Regions from separate parts of the Bos taurus genome. Here region 2 is linked to region 1. A link is a contact called in public Hi-C data. All regions are on one chromosome and are shown on one strand. The core of a region is the stretch at or near the end of the contact, and the rest is flanking DNA. Distances in the headings are between cores, read along the strand shown.

What was found. Hi-C and Micro-C count contacts between places; a contact is called where the count stands out from the background.
Region 2: a contact with region 1 is called in a Hi-C map of an unstated tissue, with 2.1 times the contacts expected there. The contact joins the promoter of ABHD12 here to the enhancer-like site in region 1. A contact is called at or near these places in 2 of 11 Hi-C or Micro-C datasets (blastocyst and an unstated tissue).

Annotation. Positions count from the first base shown.
Region 1 is chr13:42,816,976-42,821,850 of ARS-UCD2.0, reverse strand. It overlaps ABHD12 (abhydrolase domain containing 12, lysophospholipase), which reads left to right. Exons shown (of 13, transcript NM_001078116.1): 7 at 1,906-2,035; 8 at 2,848-2,885; 9 at 3,332-3,411; 10 at 4,547-4,629. Among named protein-coding and RNA genes, the nearest start is that of TRNAC-ACA, 24 kb to the left of the region's middle. Within about 2 kb of position 1,365, at least 47 of the 102 cell types and tissues checked have an H3K27ac peak or open chromatin away from gene starts, as enhancers often do.
Region 2 is chr13:42,864,037-42,869,144 of ARS-UCD2.0, reverse strand. ABHD12 (abhydrolase domain containing 12, lysophospholipase) reads left to right here and starts at 2,353. Exons shown (of 13, transcript NM_001078116.1): 1 at 2,353-2,630. The coding sequence starts at 2,440.

The DNA.
Region 1 (4,875 bases), core at 116-2,615:
CGTGTCAAAGGTGCTGTCTCCTCTTTGTGGGACTCAGACTTTCCCCACAGCTGGGTATTGGGCCTGTTTCGTGCTCAGCAGAGCTTGTCTTGTTGAAGTTACGGAGACAGGAAAGAGGGACTCCTCTTCTCGTCCCTCTGTGTTTCTCCTTGCCTCCCGCAGTTTGCTGCGTGAGGAAGATGCTTTGTGTCAGCGGGGAGCAGAGTGGCGGCGATGTGTGCCTCAGACAGCCCTCGCCTGGACAGGACGTAGGGCTGAGGCCTCTTGTCCAGCTCACCCTGGCTGGGGGGAGGCGGGGCTTCACACCCACAGAACCAGCAGCTGTTGGCATCGCCTGGGTGTGCACGTTGGGAGAGTCTCCTCTTGATGCTGCCATGGCTGCCACAAATGTAATGTCTCAGAACAGCACGGATGAGCTATCTTGAAGCACTGGCCACAAATGTAATGTCTCAGAACAGCACGGATGAACTGTCTTGAAGCACTGGCCACAAATGTAATGTCTCAGAACAGCACGGATGAACTATCTTGAAGCACTGGTGGTCAAGGTTCCAAGTCTTTAGTCACTGGGATGAGTCAAGGTGTGGACACGATGGAGGCTCCAGGAGAGTCAGGTTCCTAGCCTCTTGCAGCTTCTCCAGGCCACGCTGGTTCCTTGCCTGTGGCCCCTCGCGTCTGCATTACTCTGGCCCTGACTCTGTCCCTTCTGCTCATAAAGACCCGGGATTGCCTGAGGCTCATGCTGACCAGGACACTGTCCTGTCTCGGGGTCCCCTGCTTGGCAGCCTCTTTCCTTCTGCACCCTTCACTGCCCTTGCCGTGTGAGGTTCCAGAGGTACGGGTTTCCAGGTGTGGACGTGCACGTCTTTGAGTGCCATTATTCCACCAGCCTAGGGTGCAGGTTGGTTCTTTTGTGAAAGAGTGTTCTGTTAGGAGGAAGGTGCTGGGTTGAAGAAACTCCGAAAGGAGGCTCATCTTTCCCTCCTGCCCCTGCAGCTGGAACCTCAGGGCAGTGAGGGGGCAGCCCTCTCCCTTATTCACCTTCCTGTGCTTCTAACAGAAATAAGATCCCATCTAACACTTCCTCTTTTCACTTCCTGTTGAGTCTCTTCCTTTCTAAGCTGTACAAGAGACCAAAGTTCTGCCTGTGGCTCCTTGTCCCCGTCTCGTTCTCTCATTTGTCTCCCCGTCTCCGTCTCTCTTGTGTTTCTCCCTGTCTCTGTCCCTGCCCTCGCTGGTGCCCTGAGCCCGCCCTCTGGCCTTGTTCCTGGCCCTGGCTTCTTCCGCTAATCTGGGTCTGGGACGCCCCGGGGAGGTGGCCTGTGGTGCCCCTGCCTCTAGGTTTTGCTTGTGTTGCAGGACTTGCTCTCTATGAGCCTTGTGGTATTTTCAGATCATTTGATGATGACTCACTGCTGAGCTGCTGGAAAGGACAGTCACATTTGACTTTTCCAGAATCTGGAGGGAAGGACCTGTGGGAGGTCAGAGTTTAGTTGGCTTTCCTCTGTAATGCAAACAGGATGCTAGGAGCCCCTTCCTTTGTGGGTCAGCGTTGCCTTGAGCCTGGAATCTGCTCATCCTGAAGCCTCTTCACAGCTGGGCCACAGAGCCGGGGCTGGGCTCAAGGCTGGGGCGGGCTGGACTATCAATAGCTGAGCCTGGCCAAGCCCCAGGTGCCAGTGCCAGGGGTCTGCTGGTCCGACCACCCTGTCTGCTTCTGCTCTTTGAGACTCAGGTGAGGGTGGTGGTTGGGTTCAGAGATTGCGACAGCTGAGGAGTTGGGAGAATACAAGCTGGCCTGGCCAAGACTTGAGGCCCCAGATGGCCTGGGCCTTCTGCTGAGACGGGGGCGGAGCGGGGCTTGCCCCTTGCAGTCCCGTGATGTCCTCTTTGATGCTGCTTTCCCAGGTTGGGGTGACTCAGTAGGAACGCCGTCGGAGCGGGGCATGACGTATGATGCACTCCATGTTTTTGACTGGATCAAAGTGCGAAGTGGAGACAACCCTGTGTATATTTGGGGCCATTCTCTTGGCACCGGGTGAGAGTTCCCAGCATGGCGTTTGTGGGAGCAGGTCTTCACGGGTGACTCTGCAGCCCAGGCTGCCTGAGGGGCCCCCAGCGTCCTAGAGCCTCCATTACTGCCCTGGTGGGGGCCGGGGATGGAGCCCCACAGTGCAGGGCACTTGGGCTCCCCAGGCCTCGCTGAGCGTGGCTGTGCTATGCAGCGCATCCAGGAGCACAGGCCTTTTGCCTCACACGTGGTGTCATTACTTAAAAACTTGGGGAGGCAGCAGTTGGGGTTCCCTTGTTCCATCTGCTGAAAGAGGAAGCGCTCTGATGTTCCATGTGGCCGGTGTAAAGGCGCCCCAGATCTTCAGCACCTCCATTTTCCTGCTGCTTTTCCTTTGGACACATTGTCTGCAGGCTGGGCAGTGTCTGGGACTGGCCCTCCTGGGTGAGAGTGAGCCCTGGCCAGAGGGGAGCAGGCCTTCCCACCCTGGGTGTCTGCCTGGACCTGCCCAGCTTGGTCCTAGCAAGGCAGGAGGCCTAGGCCGGGCAGAGTCCAGGTGCTGCCCCCTTCAGGGGCCCCTCCCATCTGTGTCTGTAGGACCGGGTGTGAGCTGGGGCGTTGCTCTGCAGCCCACAAGGGCCCTTCCAGGTGAGGCGCAGCATGTGCCTTGGGATCGTGGAGGTCCCATCACAGAGTCCCTGTTGGAGGGGCTGGCTGCTGGGCCCCTGTGCAACCCCACCCAAAACCCCACCCGTCACCGCGATAGTCCTAGCTTCCCCAGGAACAGTCTCGTCTGCAAGTTTTTGTCATGATCCAACTGAACTTTTCCCTCTTTCCAGAGTGGCCACAAACCTGGTGCGGCGCCTCTGTGAGCGAGGTAGGCATTTGCGTGGGGTCCTACGCCACAGGTATGGCCCGGCTCCCATGCAGGAGGGCTCTTCAGGCACCGGCTGTGCTCCAGGCCCTGCCAGTTTCTTGTGAAGTGGGTGGTGGTGGATGAGCGGGGTGGTGAGACAAGAGCTGGGCGTTGAAATGGGGGCCTGAGCAAACCCCCGAGGGCCCAACCCTGTTCCCCAGATTCTCTGGCAACTGGCGGTGCCTTGACAGGGGCTGGGCTCCAAACAGGCAGCCTCGGCAGACATGGTTCTCAGGGTCCCCTTGAGACTACTTCCCTCACATGACCCCAGGGGAGGACCTGAGGGGCAGGGCCAGCCAGGTGGGCACCTGGGGTCCATGGTCCTGTCAAGGGGGTGGTGGCGTGAGGAGTGTCCCACTGGGGCTTATTGCTCACCTCCCAGCTCCCTGTTGGTCTTATTTATCTAGAGACTCCTCCAGATGCCCTCATCTTGGAATCTCCATTCACTAATATCCGTGAAGAAGCCAAGAGCCATCCGTTCTCAGTGGCAAGTACAGAGCTTATTAAAGACAGACTTATGTATATAATGGAAATAATAGCTATAACATATGAAAATGACTATGAGTAATATGCATATAAGTAAATTAAAATGTCATAAAAATTATTTAAGTATTCTAATAAATACAGATGTTATGAAAGTTAATTCTCATTTAATTCTGGGCACTGGCCTGACTGCAGAGCCACTCAGGATATTTATAGCTTCGTGCCAGGTAGAAGGGTATGGTTACAGTCAGGTTGTCTGAGGGCGGCTAGACCCATAGGAGGCCTTGCCTCATGGCACAGGTTGCCCATCTGGCATTGCTGCCCCTGGGGCCCGGTGCGGGCTGGGAGTGGAGCTGGTGGGCACCCCAGGGAACCCTTGGTGGGAACCCCGTGCTGTTGGGTCCTCACTGGCTGGCCTCAAGGCCTGAGACCCTCCGTTTACAGGCTGGGCCCAGAGGGGGCCCCTCTGTGTCCTGTTGCTTCCTCCTCCTCCTCCCACTGCTTCTGTGTGTCCAGTGGTGCTGTGTCGGCCTGCCTGACCTCATGCTGCCTGGTACAGACAGAAGAATCCTTTGTTGGGTGTTCTTTGATATTGCTCTTCTCCCGAATCACATGGTCCTCTGTTTTCTTGGGGGTTGTGGCCTGTTCTGTGTGGGAAGCCTGGTCTCTGAGTCTTGGGTGTGGGAGTCCTGTTTGTGGGCAATCCCCCGCAGCCAGTCTGGGGCCTCTTGAAAAGGGAGTCTGAGGGTGGTGGGAGGGATAGCAGGACTGCTGCCCACCGCCCGCCCCACCCCGCCCACCAGCTCTGGGCCCACCAGTCAGCCTGATTGGAAGCAGGCCTGACCCTGGCCCCACAGGGGTATAGTTCTGCCCATCCCTCCCCAGCTCTGGGGCCACCAGTCAGCCTGATTGGAAGCAGGCCTGACCCTGGCCCCACAGGGGTATAGTTCTGCCCATCCCCCCAGCTCTGGGGCCACCAGTCAGCCTGATTGGAAGCAGAGGTGACCCCGGCCCCTATGGGGGTATATTACTACCCATCCCCCCCCGGCTCTGGGGCCACCTGATTGGAAGCAGGGGTGACCCCCCCATGGGGGTGTAGTGATTGATTCTCTCCTTGTTGTCTACATGTTAACCTCCAGATCTATCGATATTTCCCTGGGTTTGACTGGTTCTTCCTTGATCCCATCACAAGCAGTGGAATTCAGTTTGCAAATGATGAAAAGTGAGTACTGTGGGAGAGAATTTAGAAGAACCCGAAGAACCCTCAGAATAAGCGTCTTGAGTCATGTTAACCAAGGAGGGTGGGATTCTGGACATGTAAGGGTCTTTTCTAAGCAACACATCTCTATAAAGGTAGAGGAAGGGAAGAAGGAAGGTGGAAAGACTGTAGAGTTAAAGAAATAGGGAAACACCATATCTTTTGGTCCATAGAACTGTTTTACTTGAAAATTATTTGTCAAAACCAGAA
Region 2 (5,108 bases), core at 1,104-3,603, 46 kb before region 1:
AGAAGGCACAGACCTTAAGTAAATGGGAGTTCTCCATGTGGATTTGACAACTCATGTACATGTCACCCATATCCTGGGGGGCTCCTGTAGCAGCATGGAGGCAGTGATGCTGGATCTGGGTGAGTGGGTGGCTGAGGCCAAGTCAGGTAGGGCCCTTGACCCATTTCATGCTTTTCAGTTTTATTTTCATTGAGGTGGGGAGCCATTGAAGTATTTTGACAGGACTGAATCTAGAGTTTTTAAAAGAGCTTTGTGGCCACTGAATTAAGTAGACACAAGTGAGGCAAGAGACCCACTTAGGCTATTAAAATAATCCACCCCCCTCCAAAAGTAGGGAATTTCCTAGCGGTTCAGTGGTTAAGATTCCGTGTTTCCACTGCAGGGGACATAGGTTTGATCCCTGGTCAGAGAACTAGGATGCTGCATGCCATGTAGCCCAGCAAAAAATGAAAAAATAAATAATCCAAGTGAGGTATGATGGCAATTTGGCCCATGGTAGAAGTAGTGAGAAATGGTCTACCCTGGATAGATTTTGAAAGGAGAGCTGAACAGGCTTGGTGATGGACCTACTATGTCATGAGCAGGGAGGAATCAAGTAGAATCCCAAGGTTTTGGCCTGAGAAACTGCAAGCATCAGGGACTTAGCATCCTGGAGGTGAGAAAGGTTATGGACGGAGTTGGGGTGGGAGAAGAGTCGAGAGCTCAGCTTTGAACATAATTTTAAGTGCCTATAGGATATCAGAGTGAATGAGTGAGACAAGGAGCATGGGTTCAAGGAAGAGGTGTGGACTAGAAATACTAGTGTAGGTGTCACTATTGTGGGGTGACACTGGATAAGATCAGAGCCTGGAAAAGATTACTTGGAGTGTGAACCAAGAGTTGAGGACTAGATGGGCTTTGCCTGATACCATCAAGAAAGACTCAGTAACCCTTACTCTATTTTTCTTTTTTCTTTTTTTCTTCATTCTTCTATTTTATTTTATTATTTTTCTAGTCCTCCCTTCCTAGCTTTTTTGTCAGTCTGTTCTGAAGGAGATCAGCCCTGGGATTTCTTTGGAAGGAATGATGCTGAAGCTGAAACTCCAGTACTTTGGCCACCTCATGCAAAGAGTTGACTCATTGGAAAAGACTCTGATGCTGGGAGGGATTGGGGGCAAGAGGAGAAGGGGACGACAGAGATGGCTGGATGGCATCGCTGACTCGATGGACCTGAGTCTCAGTGAACTCCGGGAGTTGGTGATGGACAGGGAGGCCTGGCGTGCTGTGATTCATGGGGTCACAAAGAGTCGGACACGACTGATCGACTGATCTGATCTGATCTGATTGAAAATAATTTAGTGAGTGATGGAGTAAAAATTGTTTTACACTTTAGTTTCTGGATTCCCAATATATCAGTATATGCTTCTACATTATTTTAAAGAATTCACCAAAAGTATGTTTGGACAAATATGAATGCTGGTTGTGATATTTAGTATTATGGTCAGTGAAATTCTTTTGCAGTTTCTAAGTGTCATTTGGAAGCCAATATAAGGAGCTATTGAATTTATAAAGACATTTCTAATTAATTTTAAATCATCAGTTGCTAGTAGTTTTCACTAGCACAAATTTTGAAATTACAAGTTACTCTGTAACAAATAGGCAAATCTCTTGGTTGTAGCTCATTTGTACAAAAATAATGTCATATTAAAGAGAACCAAAGTTATAAAACTAATAGATAAAACTTTCTTTTGTGTTTTTAGGATCCGTTGAATTGTTACTTTGTGTTTCACAACTGGGAATTTGTGAATGGATTCTTCCCTCATCGACTAGTTCTAATTGCTTTATAAAAAATCTAAAACTGATTTTTTAGCAGGTCAGTTTTCATATTTGGCCCAAAAGAAAAATATATTTACATGTGTGTTTCAAATTAAAAACAAACCTACCTGATCGCCTATTTTTTAAAGGCCTTGTGGGAAAATTTAATAGTTGTAAATCATTATTAGGACAGACTTGTGATGTCACCCTTCTCTTTTCGTTGTGTAAACCCTTAAAAGACCCTTTCGGGGGTTCCACTCTTGAGGGAAGTCAGAGAGCCTGGGACGGGAGCGGAGGGGCAGTTTCGGGCAGCTAAACTGGGCGGGAAGCCTGGGACCCCGGCTCGGACCTAGCTCGACCCCTACGCAGCGCAGCTCCGCCGCCCCGCCGCGACGTCACGCCCGGACGGTGACGCCCGCCACGGCGTCGTCTGCCCGTCTCTAAGATGGCTGCGGGCCCCGGGAAGGGGCGGGCCTGGGAGGGCGCGGCGGGTTGGCCGCCTCCCGACGCTCATTGGCCAACTCTGACCGGCTCTGGGCGGGCCCGCCGGCCGGCAGGGACGTCAGGGCGGCGGGCTCGCGGCGGCGGCGGCTCCCCTCGGCGGCGGCGGGCGGCGCGGGCGAGACTGGCCGTGCTGGCCACGGAATGAGGAAGCGGACCGAGCCCGTCGCCCTGGAGCATGAACGCCGTACCGCCTCGGGCTCGCCCTCCGCCGGCCCGGCCGCCGCGGCGCTGGACGCCGACTGCCGCCTGAAGCAGAACCTGTGCCTAGCGGGCCCTGGGCCGGCCGAGCCGCGCTGCGCCGCGGACGCGGGCATGAAGCGGGCGCTGGGCAGGTGAGGGGCGGTGGGGGCGGCTGGGGCCCGCGCCCCTTCGGAGCTGACCGCCCCGCGCCCCGCCGGCCTCTTTGAGCCGGCCCATCCTTGAGTGCCTCCCCGAGCGGGCCTGCGGGCCACCCCCCGGCGCCTGGCTGGAGAGCGCCTCCCTACGAGGATGGGGGAGCCCCTGGATGCCCGGTGGTGGAGGGCGGGGGGGCCGGGGAGCGCGCGCGCGGCGTGTACCCAGCATCCCTCCCGCGGGGTGGGCAGCTCACCGGCGCCCGCGGGGCCCCTGGGGACGGTGGAGGGTCCGCAGTGTGCAGTCGCGGGGGTGCGCCGCCTTCTCGGGGAGGTTGAGGGCTCGGCGGGGTCGTGGGGCGCTGTGCCCTCGACCCGGCGATCGCGAGCCATTGGCCTCTGATGTGTGGAACGCGTCCACCCGAGTCGACCCCTTGGGAAGCGCTGTCCGGTCTGGAACATGTCTTCGGCTTCCCTTTGGGGAGATGAACTCGTTGACGTTGAATTCATCTCGCAGTTGAGAGAGGAGTGTTTTTCACGCCGGCTGGACCCTCCTCTAGGCTGGTGTCTATTATCTGGCTGTTGGTGAAACTTATCACTCATGACAGTTTTGAAGTCTTGATGTTTCTTGGTGACTGAAAAAGTTAGTATGTAATGTTCTCAGATGTTGTAGCAAGAGTCACTGCTTTTGGGATCCCCTGGAATGCCCTTAATTGACACAGGCCTCTGGAGTAAAATATTTATCCAAAGAGCCCCTAAAAAATGTTAACTTAGATCGCAAAAGTTAAACTATATACACATCTCACCTCAGTCAGTGGTTCCCCTTCCTGCTGGAAGTCCAAGGATCGACAGAATTTTTGTTTTTGTGTAAAATTATCTAGCAACTGACCAGCATCTCTTGTGAAGATAATCTGTTTTGTGGAAAGGTTTATCTGCATTAAAAACGCACAGTTGGCTTTAATGCACTTTTATTAACAGATTTGACATAACACTTAGGTTGTAAGCTCTTCCTTTGAAGAAGACAAATTGTGATGCACAGTAATGTTTGGGGAAGCAATCGCCCTTGAAAGATCTACTGTATTAAAAGAGTCTGATTATTTTTATTTTTGAGTTGAGGACAAAGAGAGACATTCTAGTGGTGCCACTTCCTTTGAATAAACAAAAGGCTGTTACGGGAATAAAAAGAAAAGCAGAGGGCAGGAAGGGCAAATTTGTGAGTTACCCCATGGTTCCTTCCCTGTTGCCTGAAATGTTCTCCTGGATTTTCTCCTCCTGAGTTTTCTCCTTCAGCCTGGTCTCTGCTCAGCTGTCACCTCTTCAGAGAGGCTTTCTCAAACTAGCACATCCAAAATAGCCATTGGCCCCCACTGGCCCCTTTCTGCTTACTTGTTTCTTCATCCCCCTTAATTGCCTGCTCACTTGACTGGCTTTGGGCATAGTCTCCCACAGGAGAAGGGAAGCCCTGTGAGAGCAGGGACATTGTTCTTGGGGCCTCTGTCTTCAGAGGCACATCTTAGGTGGGAGAAAATATTTTGTTGAATGAATATCCAGAATAGATTCCTAGAAGTGGAACTGCTAAGCCAAGGGGTGTATGCTGATGACTGAAAGTGCCCTCCCAAGAACTTGTACGACTGGTACACCCTCCACTAATGTCAGTCTCCTCACCCAAATATTGAATATTACCAGATATTTTGATCTTTTTCTACTTGGTTGCTGAAAATTGACATCTGATTTGTAACTTTAATTTGCCTTTCTTAGTGGTTAGGTGGCAGTTTTTGTATGTTTTTGTAAGCCTATTATACATCTTTGGAATTATTTCCGTCTTGAACCATCTTTGTTTGAGTCCCCTTGCACATTTCTTTTAACTTTCTGTTGTGCACATTTTCAATAGACAGAAGTAGAGGAGTCAGCATAATGAACCTCCATGAGCCCGTCCCTTCATTTCAGTGGTTTTCCATGTTTTGCCAGTCTTGAATCATCTGTTCCTCCTCTCCTCCATTTTTGATATGGTGGGGAGACTAGACTGTTCTAAAACAACTGATTTCGTCCATAAATATTTTCACAGCATATCTTGAACAAATAAGGATTTTGAAATATATACAACCCCATTACTATTATTGAATTGTATCAAAACTAGCAATTTATTATTTGTAATTAATTTAATATTATTTAGTATCCTATCTGGGCTTCCCAGGTGGTGCAGTGGTAAAGAATCTGCCTGCCAATGAAGCAAACAAAGAGATGTGGGTGGGGAGGATCCCCTGGAGTAGGAAATGGCAACCCGCTCCAGTATTCCTGCCTAGAAAATTCCATGGACAAAAGGAGCCTGGCAAGCTACAGTCCATGGGGTTGCAAAGAGTCAGACACGACTGAGCAACTGAGCATGAGTCTACATATACATTTCCTTGTCTTAGAAATGTTTTTTTAAGTCAGTTTTAAAATCCTGCACATTTCTTAAGTGTATTCCTAGTTAATCTC